Linked DNA regions of Mus musculus: regions 2 and 3 are each linked to region 1. Evidence: chromatin contacts called from public HiChIP or PLAC-seq and promoter capture Hi-C data. All regions are on one chromosome and are shown on one strand. The core of a region is the stretch at or near the end of the contact, and the rest is flanking DNA. Distances in the headings are between cores, read along the strand shown.

The links. HiChIP or PLAC-seq counts read pairs in DNA pulled down with a chosen protein or histone mark. Capture Hi-C pulls out chosen DNA fragments and counts their contacts.
Region 2: a contact with region 1 is called in a promoter capture Hi-C map of adipose tissue, with 2.8 times the contacts expected there. The contact joins the promoter of Plod3 here to the promoter of Zscan21 in region 1.
Region 3: a FOXA1 HiChIP or PLAC-seq map of pancreatic cancer cells shows a contact between it and region 1. The contact joins the promoter of Dnaaf5 here to the promoter of Zscan21 in region 1.

What each region holds. Positions count from the first base shown.
Region 1 is chr5:138,114,880-138,119,169 of GRCm38.p6, forward strand. Zscan21 (zinc finger and SCAN domain containing 21) reads left to right here and starts at 2,026. Exons shown (of 5, transcript NM_011757.3): 1 at 2,026-2,128; 2 at 2,957-3,041.
Region 2 is chr5:136,984,586-136,988,875 of GRCm38.p6, forward strand. It overlaps Plod3 (procollagen-lysine, 2-oxoglutarate 5-dioxygenase 3), which reads left to right and starts at 2,434. Exons shown (of 19, transcript NM_011962.3): 1 at 2,434-3,218; 2 at 3,532-3,623; 3 at 3,750-3,886; 4 at 3,987-4,150. The coding sequence starts at 3,101. Znhit1 (zinc finger, HIT domain containing 1) reads right to left here and starts at 2,319. Exons shown (of 5, transcript NM_001310747.1): 1 at 2,226-2,319; 2 at 294-464. The coding sequence starts at 2,247.
Region 3 is chr5:139,147,805-139,152,094 of GRCm38.p6, forward strand. It overlaps Dnaaf5 (dynein, axonemal assembly factor 5), which reads left to right and starts at 2,431. Exons shown (of 13, transcript NM_001081265.2): 1 at 2,431-3,031; 2 at 3,679-3,863. The coding sequence starts at 2,443. It also overlaps a transcript of Prkar1b not described here.

The DNA.
Region 1 (4,290 bases), core at 776-3,275:
TGCTTGATTTAACATGATATGAATGAACAACTTATTGTTATACCTCATATTTTTATCTGCTTTAGTTTTTAGGTTTGTTTATTTATTTTATGTATGTAAGTGCTCTGTCTTCAGACACACCAGAAGAGGGAATCAGATCCCATTACAGATGGTTGTGAGCCACCGTGTGGTTGCTGGGAATTGAACTTGAGACCTCGGGAAGAGCAGCCAGTGCTGGTAACAACTGAGCCATCACTTCAGCCATGGTTTTAAGTTTGTTTGTTTTTTTTTTTTTAACAGAGTCTCATGTAGGCCAAACTGGATTTATGTAACTGAGCATAACCTAAAATACCTGATCACCCAACCTCCAACTCGGAAGTGCTGGGGCTACGATTGTGTACTGGCATACCTAGCTCTAATTATTAATATATATAATGTCTTCAGAGCTAGGTAAATAACTTGATGATGGAGAGAAGTGCTAGCTTGCATAAGGCATTGGGTTCTACCCCCCTCCCCCAGCACAGAAAGAAAAATCTATAGTGGTAGAACAAGCATACACAAATAGAGAATCAAAATCTTGTCTCAGCTTTGCTATCAATTTACACTCTAGTACACACTGGATCTGATCTGCCAAGACACTGCTTTCTTCATACATAAACAAGAACTCAGGCAGATTGTTCTCTGTGTTTTTGATTGTAATGGCTATTCCTGGTTGTCAACTTGACTCTATCTGGAATGAACTACAATCCACCTGTGATCCAGATCTTGAGGCTGGAAGAAGATTCTGACCTGGATCTTGGCATGGAGATCTTGAGGCATAGTGGCCATGAGAAACTTAGGTCCATGCCGGGCATGGTGGCTCATGCCTTTAATCCCAGCACTTGGGAGGCAGAGGCAGGTGGATTTCTTAGTTCGAGGCCAGCCTGGTCTACAGAGTGAGTTCCAGGACAGCCAGGGATACACAGAAAAACTCTGTCTTGAAAAAACAAAAAACAAACAAACAAACAAAAACAAAACAAAACAAGAACAACAAAAAAGAAAAACTTAGGCCCAGGAAACTAAGGCAAAGAGATCTCTGAGTTCTAAGAGCCAGGCATGGTGGTACACACTTAATCTGGGCCACACCTTCTGCTAGAGATTTGCTTAAGGACATTGGAAGAAGGAAGAGTCCCTCTTCTTCGGCTGCTTGCACTTACTTGCCAGCACATCTGTTGGAATCTACTTCTACAGACGACCAGCTGGAACACCTAGCTTCGTGGGACTGAGCAACTACTAGATTCTTGGACCATTGCTGGGGTACAGACTGTAAGTTATCACAATAAATTCACTCAGTATAGACAGACATTCCCTTAGTTCTGTGACTCTAGAGAACCCTAACTGTTACAGTGCTCATGTACACAGTGTGTTTGCAAACATGTGAAGGCCAGAGGTTAATGTTAGCTGTCTTCTTCAATTGCTTCTCTACCTTGTTTTTGAGACAAGGTGTCACTGATCTGGAGCTAGGCTGCCCAGACAACAGACTGCAGGGGTCCTCCCAGCACTCGGATTACAGGCATGTGATGTACCATAGTCTTTTTATGTGGTGCTGGAAATCCAAATGTAGGTCCTCACGCATGAGCTCTTTACTCACTCACTGATCTAGAGGCAAGTGGATCGTTTATAGAGTTCGAGGTCAGCCTGGTATACATAGAGTTCCAGGCTAGCTAGGGCTAATGACATGTTTGTCTCAAAAACAAGGCAGTGGTGGCTCATGCTTTTAATCCCAGCACTCGAGAGGCAGAGGCAAGTAAATCCCTGAGTTCGAGGCCAGCCTGGTCTATTGAGTGAGTTTCAGGGCAGCCAGGGCCGCATAACCCTCCAAAAACCACCCACCCTCAAAAAAAGAATGAACGAAAGAAAGAAAAGGGAGGGGGTAGGAAGAGAGAATGAGAATAAAAAAAGAAATAGGGGGAGAAACAGATCACAACCAGGACAGTCGCAGCCTCCGGTGAAACAGGATACCGACAACGCTCGGATTCCTAGAGGGGCGGCTGCTCCCCCTCCAGAGGGGCGGGGCTCTGACGCGCTTCCGGTGGTGCTGTCGTTCAGCCGCTGTGAGGATTCCAGACTCCAAAGCGGTTCTGAGTCACGGTGAGCCTGCGAGTCCCAGGTTAGCCTAGCGGTCGGGGAGCGTTGGCCAAAAGATTTCGAGAGGGTGGGACGGGTTTAGCGACTGTGGTTCTGGTTCGGGGAGTTCCTCCATGGTGGTTCTGGGAGATTGAGGAGGAGCGCCCCGCCCAGCCGTCGTCGGCGCCCGCTCTAAGGAAAGGCTTTTCCACCCCCGAGGGCTCCCTGGAACAAAACCCTGATTCTTTTGCTTCCGGAATCGCATTTCTAGTCTCTCCGTTATTGTCTGTTACCTGACGGAAACTGCCCTCTTTCTTCCCCAGCAAGAGCCCTGAGATCTAAACTCAGAACTAATTGTTAAGAATAAGCCCAAGTGTAGAAACCTCTGAAAACCCGAATCTCCTCAGTCTTGAGTCTTGTCCAGTCCAGGCGGGGAATTGGTCCCGGTGGGCTTTGTGCGCACTGGACAAGGATTTGCTCAAGTCTGGAAAGATTTTTAGACGATCGTTTGTAAAACGCGTATAGGATAGAAAGGTGATTGATTTATTTGGTGGCTGACATAGTTGGAAATCTGTTGAAAGGGGACACTTAAAGAATTGTGAACAACAACAACAAAATCAATACAGGAAAATTGTTTTTCAAGTGGTGGAAGGCTTCTGAAGAGAGACTGAGTATTGGTTCAGGGCTATTGAAATGATGCAGAATTTGGCTCACTCTGAGCTACTAGATCTGCCCAGTAGTTATGCTCTTCAGAATTATTGGCCTGCCTGGAAGCTTTTTGAAAATTAGTTTGCTCGGTTTGAGACGGGGTCTTACTGTATGGCCTACACTGGTGTATAATTGGTGATCCTCCTGTCTCTGTTCTCTTCAGTGCTGTAATTACAGGTATGCACCACCACGACTTCAGCTTGGAGTTTCCAAGTGCAGAGTGTCTTAAGGGCATTATCTACTACAAGGTAATAATTGCTGTTCATTTGATGCAATCTGTGATAGTTTGATTTGTTTACACTTCGTCTTGCACAGAATGAATTTGAGGCTGATTAAGGGAGTGTGTGTGTGTGGGGGGGGGACTTATAAACTGTAGAATTCGCATAAAGGAGGGAAAAATTGGGAAGTGACCAAAAGCCTGCTGCTAGACTTCGAGAGTTAGGTTTTTATTTTTTTACTCTGTGTGTGTGTGTGTGTGTGTGAGTCAAAGGATAGTTGGCATAGTTGACTGCTTCCCTTCCATTACATGGACACCAGTCTCAAAACAGGCAGCAGGTCGGTTGCATTTGTTACCCACTGAGCCATCTTGTCAGTTGAGTTAAACCTTTAGATAGGGGCTGGAGAGATGGCTCAGTGGTTAAGAGCACTACTGGCTGCTCTTCCAGAGGTCCTGAGTTCAAATCCCAGCAACCACTTGGTGGCTCATGGCCATTTGTAATGTGATCTTATGCCCTCTTCTGGTGTGTCTGAAAACAGCAACAGTGTACTCTTAGACATAAAATAATACATGAATCTTTAAAAACAAAACAAAACAACCTTTAGATAGCTTTGGTTTTGCTTTTTTGTTATTTTTCAAAACAGGGTTTCTTTGTGTTGCCCTGTCTGTCCTGGAACTCTGTTGACTATGCTGGCTTCTAACTCAGAGATCCTCCTGCCTCTACCTTCCATGTGCTGGGATTAAGGTGTACATACCACACCCTGCTTTAGGTAGCCTTTTTAAAGTTTTTTTTTTTTTTCTATGAAAGTGTTAAATTAGGCCTGTTTTTCTACCCACATACTTTTTGATTTTATGACTATTTAAGGAATTTTCAGAAACCAAGACCTGGAGGGCATCTTCACATGGCAAGCTCAGCATTACCAAATGTGAAACATTGGCTTTCTTTGTGTGCAGGGAGCAAGATGCCAAGATACTTTAGTACCAGATTTTTTCTTTTCTTCTTTTTGGTTTTTTGGTTTTTTTTTTGGTTTTGTTTTGTTTGTTTTTTTTTTTGTTTTTGTTTTTTGTTTTGTTTTGTTTTGTTTGTTTGTTTGTTTGTTTTTTTGAGACAGGGTTTCTCTGTGTAGCCCGGGCTGTCCTGGAACTCACTCTATAGACCAGGCTGGCCTCAAACTCAGAAATCCGCCTGCCTCTGCCTCCCAAGTGCTGGGATTAAAGGCGTGCGCCACCACACCTGGCCAGATTTTTTTCTTAAATCTTGCCAAAACAAAAACAAAGCA
Region 2 (4,290 bases), core at 1,184-3,683, 1.1 Mb before region 1:
GCTGCTAAGATGGCTTGGTGCTTAAGGGAACCTGCTGCTGAACTCAGCAACCTGAGTAACCAGAATTTCAACTCTGGAAGGAGAAAACGAACTCCTGTAAGTTAATTTCTGATCTCCACAGGCAAGCGTGTGCAGGAATGAACAGACACACATATGCATGCACACAAAATGAGGAAATTAAAAACACAATAAAGATGCAATTCCCATCTGCGCTCATTGGCATCATCTGCAGTTACGGGTGACAAGGAGCTTCACGGCACTGTCTCGCTCCTCCTCCCTAACCCCCATCTCACCTGTGTCTGCATCATCATCAAACTGAGGTAGCCTCTTGCCCAGCTGGGGGAGGCCGGCATGGGGGTCATCCTGGAAGTTGTCATTCTCCAATGCCTCCAGCTGTCGGTTGATCCGCCGCTGCCTGGCTGCCCTGTCCAGCACCCGCCGCTGTCCAGGGTCCTGGGAGCGAACTAGATGGGGCAAAGAGAGTTACCGGGGTCAAGACAGGAGGAAAGTTGCACTGCCGTTGCCTAGAGCCCCAGTCTCCTCGCCTCGGCCCCTTCATTATGCTGTGAGGAATTCCCAGATCTTCACCCTGCTTTCTTCCAGCTTGGCAAGCTTGTTTCGGCCCTTTATGCTGCCTCTAAGTCCTCCCAGTCCCAGCAATAACTGGAGACACAATAAATTGCAGCTGGAGAGAGGGCTCAGTGGTTAACAGCGCTCCCTGCTCTTGCAGAGTGCTACAGCTGTTTCCAGGACCCAGGACCAGCAGCCATGAGGGTGGCTCACAACTTTCTGTAATTCCAACTGCCTCTTTTGTCCTTCATGGATACCTACACTCACCTGCACAGAGCAGCACACATACACAAATTAAAATAAAGAGCGCCTTTGAGAATTGACACAGTATTGACTTCTGGCCTCCATATTCTCAAGACCTGTGATTCAGTAGGGCAAAATCCAGTGTACATTTCTAGAATGTTCCTTCAGCCTGAGACGCATGCCTGTGCCCTGTGACTGCACCGACTACCTTCCTTGGACTAAAAGTCTCCCCAGTGTGGCTCCCAGATGTCCCCCTATCTTGTTGGATATATTTCCTATCCCGACATTTTGTCTCCTCTCTTGCTCTCGAGGCTGCTTCTGCCTGTCCTTTTTCTTTAATTGATAGCGCTCTTTGGCCTGTCCCTTTCTCACCCCCACAACCTTCAATAGGATCTCAGGAAGCCCAGGCTGGCCTGGGATGACCTCCTGTGCACAGCCACACCAGGCTTATGTGATGCTGGGGATGGAGCAAGAGTTTTGGGCATGCTGGACAACACCCTATCAGCAGGGGCTCATCTCTGACCTCTTTTTCTTGTATTTCTATCTTTCTTCAAAAAGTGCATTTATTCTGAGTGTTTCTGTGCACATGTAGGTGTTGCAGTACACGTGCAGAGATCAGAGGACACTGTATGGAAGCCTTTTCTCCTATCATGTGGATCCTGGGGACTGAACTCAAGTAGTCAGGCTTGGCAGCAAGCAACTTTACCTACTGCATGCACCATCTCACCTGCCCATTCCTGGTGCTGGGTTTCCCATAACATGCCAGTCTCAAACCAGAACTCCCCCAAACCACAGACTTCAGGACTACAGGACACCAAGAGGCTGAGGTCCAGCCTAATTTACATAGGCAGCCTAGGCTACATTAAAAAAAGAGAGAAAGGAAGGAATGAAGTGTGTATGTTCGTGTGTGTGTGTGCACGTGTTTGTGTAGTACCCAAAGCCAAGCCCTTTGATTTCCTAAGTTTCTCTGTTCCCTCCATCCAACATCCAGAAGCTGGAGGAAAGTGGGGCGATGGTGGCGCACGCCTTTAATCCCAGCAGTGTAGAGGCAGAGGCAGGCAGATCTCTGTGAGTTCCAAGCCAGCCTAATCTACAGAGCTAGTTCCAGGACAGCCAAGGGTACGCACCCTGTCTCGAAGAAAAAAACAAAAAACAAAAAAAAAACAAAAGCAAAACAATCCAGAAGCCGAGGTGAGTACCACTGCTCATAGCACCCGGGCTTTGGAGAGACAACACATCCTCTCCATCCCCAACGTCTGCTGAAGCAAGCAGTCACAAAACACGAATTAATGGTTCCGAGACTGCCCCAACACTGAGCGAAGGTAATTGACGTGAAAAGCTAGGCGGGGAGATGTTAGGCTGAATTTGAACTTGGGAAGCACAAAAGGGCGAACCACTCAAGGCTCACATACCGGCGGGTTTCTTCTCCACCATTGGCGCAACACAGTTGACAGAAGAGCCTACTGCGCACGCGTACTAACCACCGACCCTTGCTCTGAGCACACCCCTTCCGGTGGCGTGCACACATACGCGTGCGCAGTCTTTCCCCTCCCGCTTGAAGTCATTACGTGATGTTCCCTTGGAGATCAGCAAGCTTTCGCTTTCCGCCATCTTTGATAGGGGCAAACCTAATTCCGGTCGCATTGTGGTTACCCAAAAAAAAAAATCTGAGAGCCGCCTGCAAATGGTCACTTTTTAAAAACTGGCGTGGGTGGTCTTTAGGGGAGCGCTCTTGTCCCTGTGCCCTTTGCATCCCCGGTGCGTGTCCCCGCGCTGCGGGACAGGATAGGCAGGTTCGGTGGCTTTGTTGAACCCAGACCCACGAGGATGTCCGCGCGATCCCGCCTCCGGCTTCCCGGCCCCTCCGGGCCCGTCGCCCCCGCCGCGCGCCACCCCAGGCCTTGCTGTCCTGTGTTCCTCCGGGTCAGACTTGTGGTCAAGACCCGCCCCCGCGTCGCCTGGACCCTCCTCAAAAGGTCACTTCCCCTCCCGGGGGGATTCGGTTGCTCCGGTGTGAGTCAGGCAGTGCCCAGGACCGGACCCTCGGCTCCTCCCCACCCTCCAGCCCGCGCCCGCGGGACAATCCTTGCCTTGTCTCGCCGTCTGCATCTCGGGTTTTCGGTGGCCTCGGGTTACGCCTTTTTTCCAGGGCGGAGTCCCGAGCACAGCTCCTCCTCTCAGCGGGCTCGGTTTCCCCTTTTCCCAGAATCTTCCCGGGGCGTCGGAATCCAGGCGCTCAGCTCAGCGCCGGTGCGGGCCTGGGTGTAGCCTAAGCGTGCTGCTAGCCATGGCTGCGGCAGGCCCGGAACCCCGGCTTTTGCTCCTGCTCCTGCTGCTGCTGCCGCCGCTGCCCCCCGTAACTTCTGCCTCCGATCGACCCCGGGGCGCCAATGCTGTCAACCCAGGTGAGAACCCGGGCGGCCAGTGGGCAGGGTCGACACGTCCGCCAGCCTGGAAGGGAGTGTCCAGCCTTCCCAGTGCATTAGCCTCTCATGCAGAACTTGGGGTTCCAGGCTCCCCAGACAGACAGGAACACCCCAGCCCCCATTCGTGTATGTTACTCTCACCCGACTCTTCTGGAGATCAAATGTGCTGAAAGAACTTTAGTGAAGTAATATGGAGGTGTGTGTGTGTGTGTGTGTGTCGGGGGTGATACAGAGGGATAAACACGTGGGACACTAAGCCGTGTCTTAAGTGCCAGTTCTCTGGCTATGACAGACAAATTGCTGGTGATCACTGTGGCTACGGCAGAGACAGAGGGGTACCGGCGTTTTCTGCAGTCTGCGGAGTTCTTTAACTACACTGTACGGGTGAGTGGGGGGACCCATGGGAGAAATTCCAGCGGGAGAGGGCAGGGGTCGTGGGGGTTGGTCCTGTTTCCTCATCTTGGCCAGCTGAACCTCTTCCGCTGCGTGGGGGTGGGATCTTTCCTGCAGACCCTGGGCCTGGGACAGGAGTGGCGAGGGGGTGATGTGGCTCGAACAGTTGGTGGAGGCCAGAAGGTCAGGTGGCTCAAGAAGGAAATGGAGAAATATGCAGATCAGAAAGACATGATCATCATGTTTGTGGACAGGTAAGGAGGGCTGGGGTGGAAAGAGTGGGAAACTGGTTATGGAGAGAGAAAAAGAGACTGAGGTTCCTCCTGGCTCTCGTCTTCCCCTTTTCTTGCCCAGCTACGACGTGATTCTGGCAAGCAGCCCGACAGAGCTGCTGAAGAAGTTTGTTCAGAGTGGCAGTCATCTGCTGTTCTCTGCTGAGAGCTTCTGCTGGCCTGAGTGGGGGCTGGCAGAGCAGTACCCTGAGGTGGGCATGGGGAAGCGCTTCCTCAACTCTGGTGGTGAGTGGCCGAGTTCCCAAGACAGACTTGTCCCCTCTCTATCTCTCCCTCCCCCAGTGGAGCGGGCATTGCATGCTCTGGGTGCTTGAGTCGGGGACCCTGGCAGTCTCGGGAGGTCTAACTCACTTCTGCTTGCCACC
Region 3 (4,290 bases), core at 1,181-3,680, 1.0 Mb after region 1:
CTACGTTAGCAGGCAGCTAGCTGCTAATGCCAGTGTGTGTATGTCACATGTGCAATCTGGCCTGCCGCTGTGGCCTCTTGTTCCAATGCTGGCTTTGTCTCTGGCATCTCCACTTTGCTCTCCTGGTCTGTTTGATTTTCTGGCACTGGTGGGGCTCCTCGGTCCCTGCTGGTGTCATCTGCAGAGTTATGAAGGCATCTCTGGGGTCCATCCTACTGAGGATGTGGGTCTCTTGCTGACAGACAACTTCACAAAACTACCTATGTGGTCCCCGCTGGCACCCCATGTGCAGGCAGGGTCAGGTGAGCCTACAGGTGCTGATACTGACACTGGGGACAGACTGTGGACTGGAACACGGGTTAAAGTCTCTGCCTGGCATTGTTCTAGGTCTCTCCTGCCACTGGCCAGAGAGAGGGGATTCCCAGAAGACTTGCCCTGTATCTCTTGGCCATCGTGTTGGCCTCTCTGGGGCCCTGGCTCAGAAATCAAAGAAAAAGGAAACATAGCCCAAGTTCTGAGTTCCGGGCCAGTGTAGTTATTTTCAACTCTCAAGTCCTTTTCCTACTGGGTGTTGCTTGTGGGGTATTGAGCTGTATTTAGATGGAGGGAACAGGAAAGGCAAACTCATTACTGCTCACAGGACCTACAGGCCATCCCTGCTGGCCCATCCCAACCTTCACAGCAGCCACAGGCATCCTTAAAAGTGCAGACTTAGCTTTCAGTGTTCCACGTAAAGCATCTTCCTTGGCTCCCTGCAGAGAGACAAAGGCTATCCTGGCTGTCCTGCACATCCCCTTGTTCCCTACAAGACACTTCTCCTTCCCCTAAGAGGTCCCCTGGCCACAGACAAGCACCGTCAGCTTCAGCTGCCACGGCCGGCCACAACCCTCACATACTGGGATGCTGGGCTAAGATGAAGTTGGAAGGGCTGCTTCCCTGGGCTTGCCGTCTGCCCACCTAACATTCACAAAGCCTTTTCACGGCTTGCACATCTATGCCAAATTCCCCTTATGAGGATAGCAGCTAGCCCCAATATCTCAATCTTGACATCTGCAAAGATCCTACCTCCAGACACTCACACTCTGATGGACTAGGCTTAAGACTTTGACATACGAGTCCATGACACCTCTAACACCAAGCCTTTGCTTGGCCAGTCACCTCTCTTCACAACTCTTTTGCCACCCTAAGCAATTTTACATGGTTCCCCTAAAGCTTCCACGCCACATTCAAAACACCTAAGGGTTCACACCAATTTCCCACAAAACTAATGTCAACAACAAAAAAAGGCCAAATTTGTTACAAAACCCAACCCCTAACATTATAAGCCTGTTCTCAGATGTGACTCGTTTGGATGCCCAAGTCATGCAGCACTGAGTCAGGCCTAGGAAGTGCCCAGTGGGGGGTCCTGACCACTGACAATACCATCTCTGACCCCCTAAAAAAACACTTCCAGCCATCGAGCATACCTCATGTCTAAACTGAGGTCAGACCGTGTGGCAGATTCACACTTGACTTCTTCATGACCTCTGAGGAACCCAGTAAGGATCAGCCATATCTACACCATTAGAAAGAACCTCAGCTTAAGCTGCCCCTGAGGAAAGGAACCTGAAGGTGCAGGCTTGCAGAAGCTTGGCCACTCAGGCCAAGTTCCAGACTCAGGCACAGGACAGCCCCACTCTTGGCCTCGCCCCTAGCCATTTGCCACGCCCTAAGGCCTGCGTCCCACCTGTCAGCCCTTGTCTCAGGCACCTCAATCCTCACGCTTCACCTTACTCAGACCCCCACCCCTCCCTCGAGCTTTATGTCCCTTCCCCAAACCTGCACCCCACCTATTATTGAAACTTGTCAGCCAGCTGCGCGGCCCATGCCCCGCCCACCTACCCCCCCATCCAACCCACTACTCCTTGCCCCGCCTCCTTCCCGTAGACCCTTATTCTTCGCCCCGCCCACAAAACCAGGGCTCCGCCTGCCACCTCCTGCAATGCTCCCGAAGTCCACACCCCGCCTATTTGGTTCTTTCCCCTCCCATTATCCCTTATTCCCCTCTCTTTACACTAAGCCCCTACCCAAGAGGCCCGTGTCCCGCCTACCAACCCCCTCGTACCGCCCACTACCTCTTTCGCCCAAGGCCCTTGCCGAGCTTGCTGTCTTCTGCCTCGCCCTCAAGGTTCGCGCCCCACCCCAGACTCCCGGACCTAGCCAATTACACTTGCTTCTCTTAGCCTCTCTCGTCCTCCTGCCCGTCACTCCGCCCTCTAAGCCCTTTGCCCGCCCACTTCCCTGGCCCCGCCTCTCCCTTACTCCCTGCCCCTCCCCCAGCATCACTCCTAAGGGGCGCACACTCAGCCTCGAGCAACCCAGGCAGCCGGAAGTCTTGCCGTAAAGCGTGCTCGGACCATCGTACTAGCGCCGGTTCCCTTGGAGACAGGCAACGCGCTCAAGATGGCGGCGCCGGCGGAGGCGGAGGTGGCCGCGGCCCCGGGCTTAACCGAGGCGGCTGAAGCCGCGGAACTGACCCGCGCGCTAAGCCGCCTGCTACCGGGGCTGGAGACGGAAAGTAAGCTGGGGCGGCGGCGCGCTCTGGAGGCTCTGGAGCAGGTACTGGAAGAGGCGGTGCGGCCCGGCGCGGATTCCGCGGCCTTCCAGGGCCCCTGGGCCCGTCTGCTGCTGCCGCGCCTGCTGCGGCTTCTAAGCGATCCGGCCGAGGGCTGCCGCGCGCTGGCCGCTCACCTGCTCGACCTTGGCCTGCGCCGCGCCGCGCGGCCCCGCGACGCTCTGCCGCGTCTGCTGCCGGCGCTCAGCGCACGCCTGGCCCGACCTGAACTCGCGCGGCCGCCGCCGGAGCCCTGCGAGGAGCTGCGTCTCGCCCTCGTGCAGCTGCTCCACCTCGCCGTAGACCTGGGCGGCGCCGCGCTCGCGCCCCACCTGGACGACGCCGTGCGCGCCTTGCGGGCCGCGCTGCTCGACCCCTTCGCTGCGGTGCGCCGGGAGGGCTGCGAGTGCGCAGCCGCTCTGGCCCGTGCCACTCCGGGTGAGCGTCCTATCCGCTTCCCTGGTTACCTAGATGTCCAGAAACTGAACTAAAGTGGGCTGGTTCCTTCGTAAGGTCATTTCCGATGGGAGGGGGCACGAGACAAGAGATCTCACCATGTAGCCCTGGCTGGTGTCAAACATAACGCTGCTTCTACTTCAGCCTAAAGTGCTAGACTCTCAGACCTGTGTCACACCCATTTCATGATCATTTTTATGCTGGGTTATGGGACTCATGTGGGAAAGGACAACTCAACTCAGTTTCTTTACTCCAGTGTCTTCTCTGTCTCTGACACGGGTCACTAACTTCCTGGATGAAGGGAGGCTGCTTCTCGTTTATTTCTACCCTCTATCTACAGCCCTGCTTGATCAGGGCTTTTTCCCTTTTTTCCTTCTAGACTAGAGTTTGGAAAAGTTAAGAGGCCCTACCTAGTGTTTAAAGTCTTCCCGGGGGTAGGGGGGAGCCAACTTTGTGAAATAGGTGTATATATCCCTCCGGATGCCTGGAGCATAAGCAGCTCCCAGCACCATTGGAGAGAAAAAGTGGGAGCTGAGGCTAGCAGAGGCCAGAGGAAGGTTTGATGGTAGCCACAGAACAGGGCCCCATGCAGCTGTATCGCATAACCAGCAGCCTCCCTAATCCCACAGAGCACTTCCACATGCAATCGGAGTCCTTGATAGGCCCCCTGATGCAGACCATCTCCCACCAGCACTGGAAGGTCCGGGTAGCCGTTATCGAAGCCACGGGCACTGTGATCCAGTTTGGCAGTGGGAACTCGGTGGATGATGTCCTTTCCCACTTTGCTCAAAGACTCTTCGATGACGTCCCTCAGGTACTGGGAGTTTTCTGCTTGACAGTCCTGAAACCATGTGCTTCTGTTAATAGAAGTGTCCTCATGTGCTCATCCACTGAGAGAATTTCAGTGCAGGGCCTAGTGCTTAGGGCCTTGCCGGGAAGGACAGAACGGAAGTGGAAGTCCGGTGCTGGGGTGGTCTCCATGCTGGTGGGGGGCAGACAGGAGCCCTCCAGATGTAGACAGAGCACTCACTGGCTTTCAGAGCACAGGCCTGTCTCAGACCTTAGACTGTTGTGGCTTATGGTAATGTCCCCTAAAGAGAAAGGACTGGTGGTAGGCAGGCTCTGTCTCCAAGGGAGGAAACAAGTGAAGGGGGAGCACATGACCCTGGCTAGGTGGGAGGAGGAGAAGCGGGCAGCATGCTCCAGAAAAACCGAAAGCTGTCTCCATCACAGTCAGACCC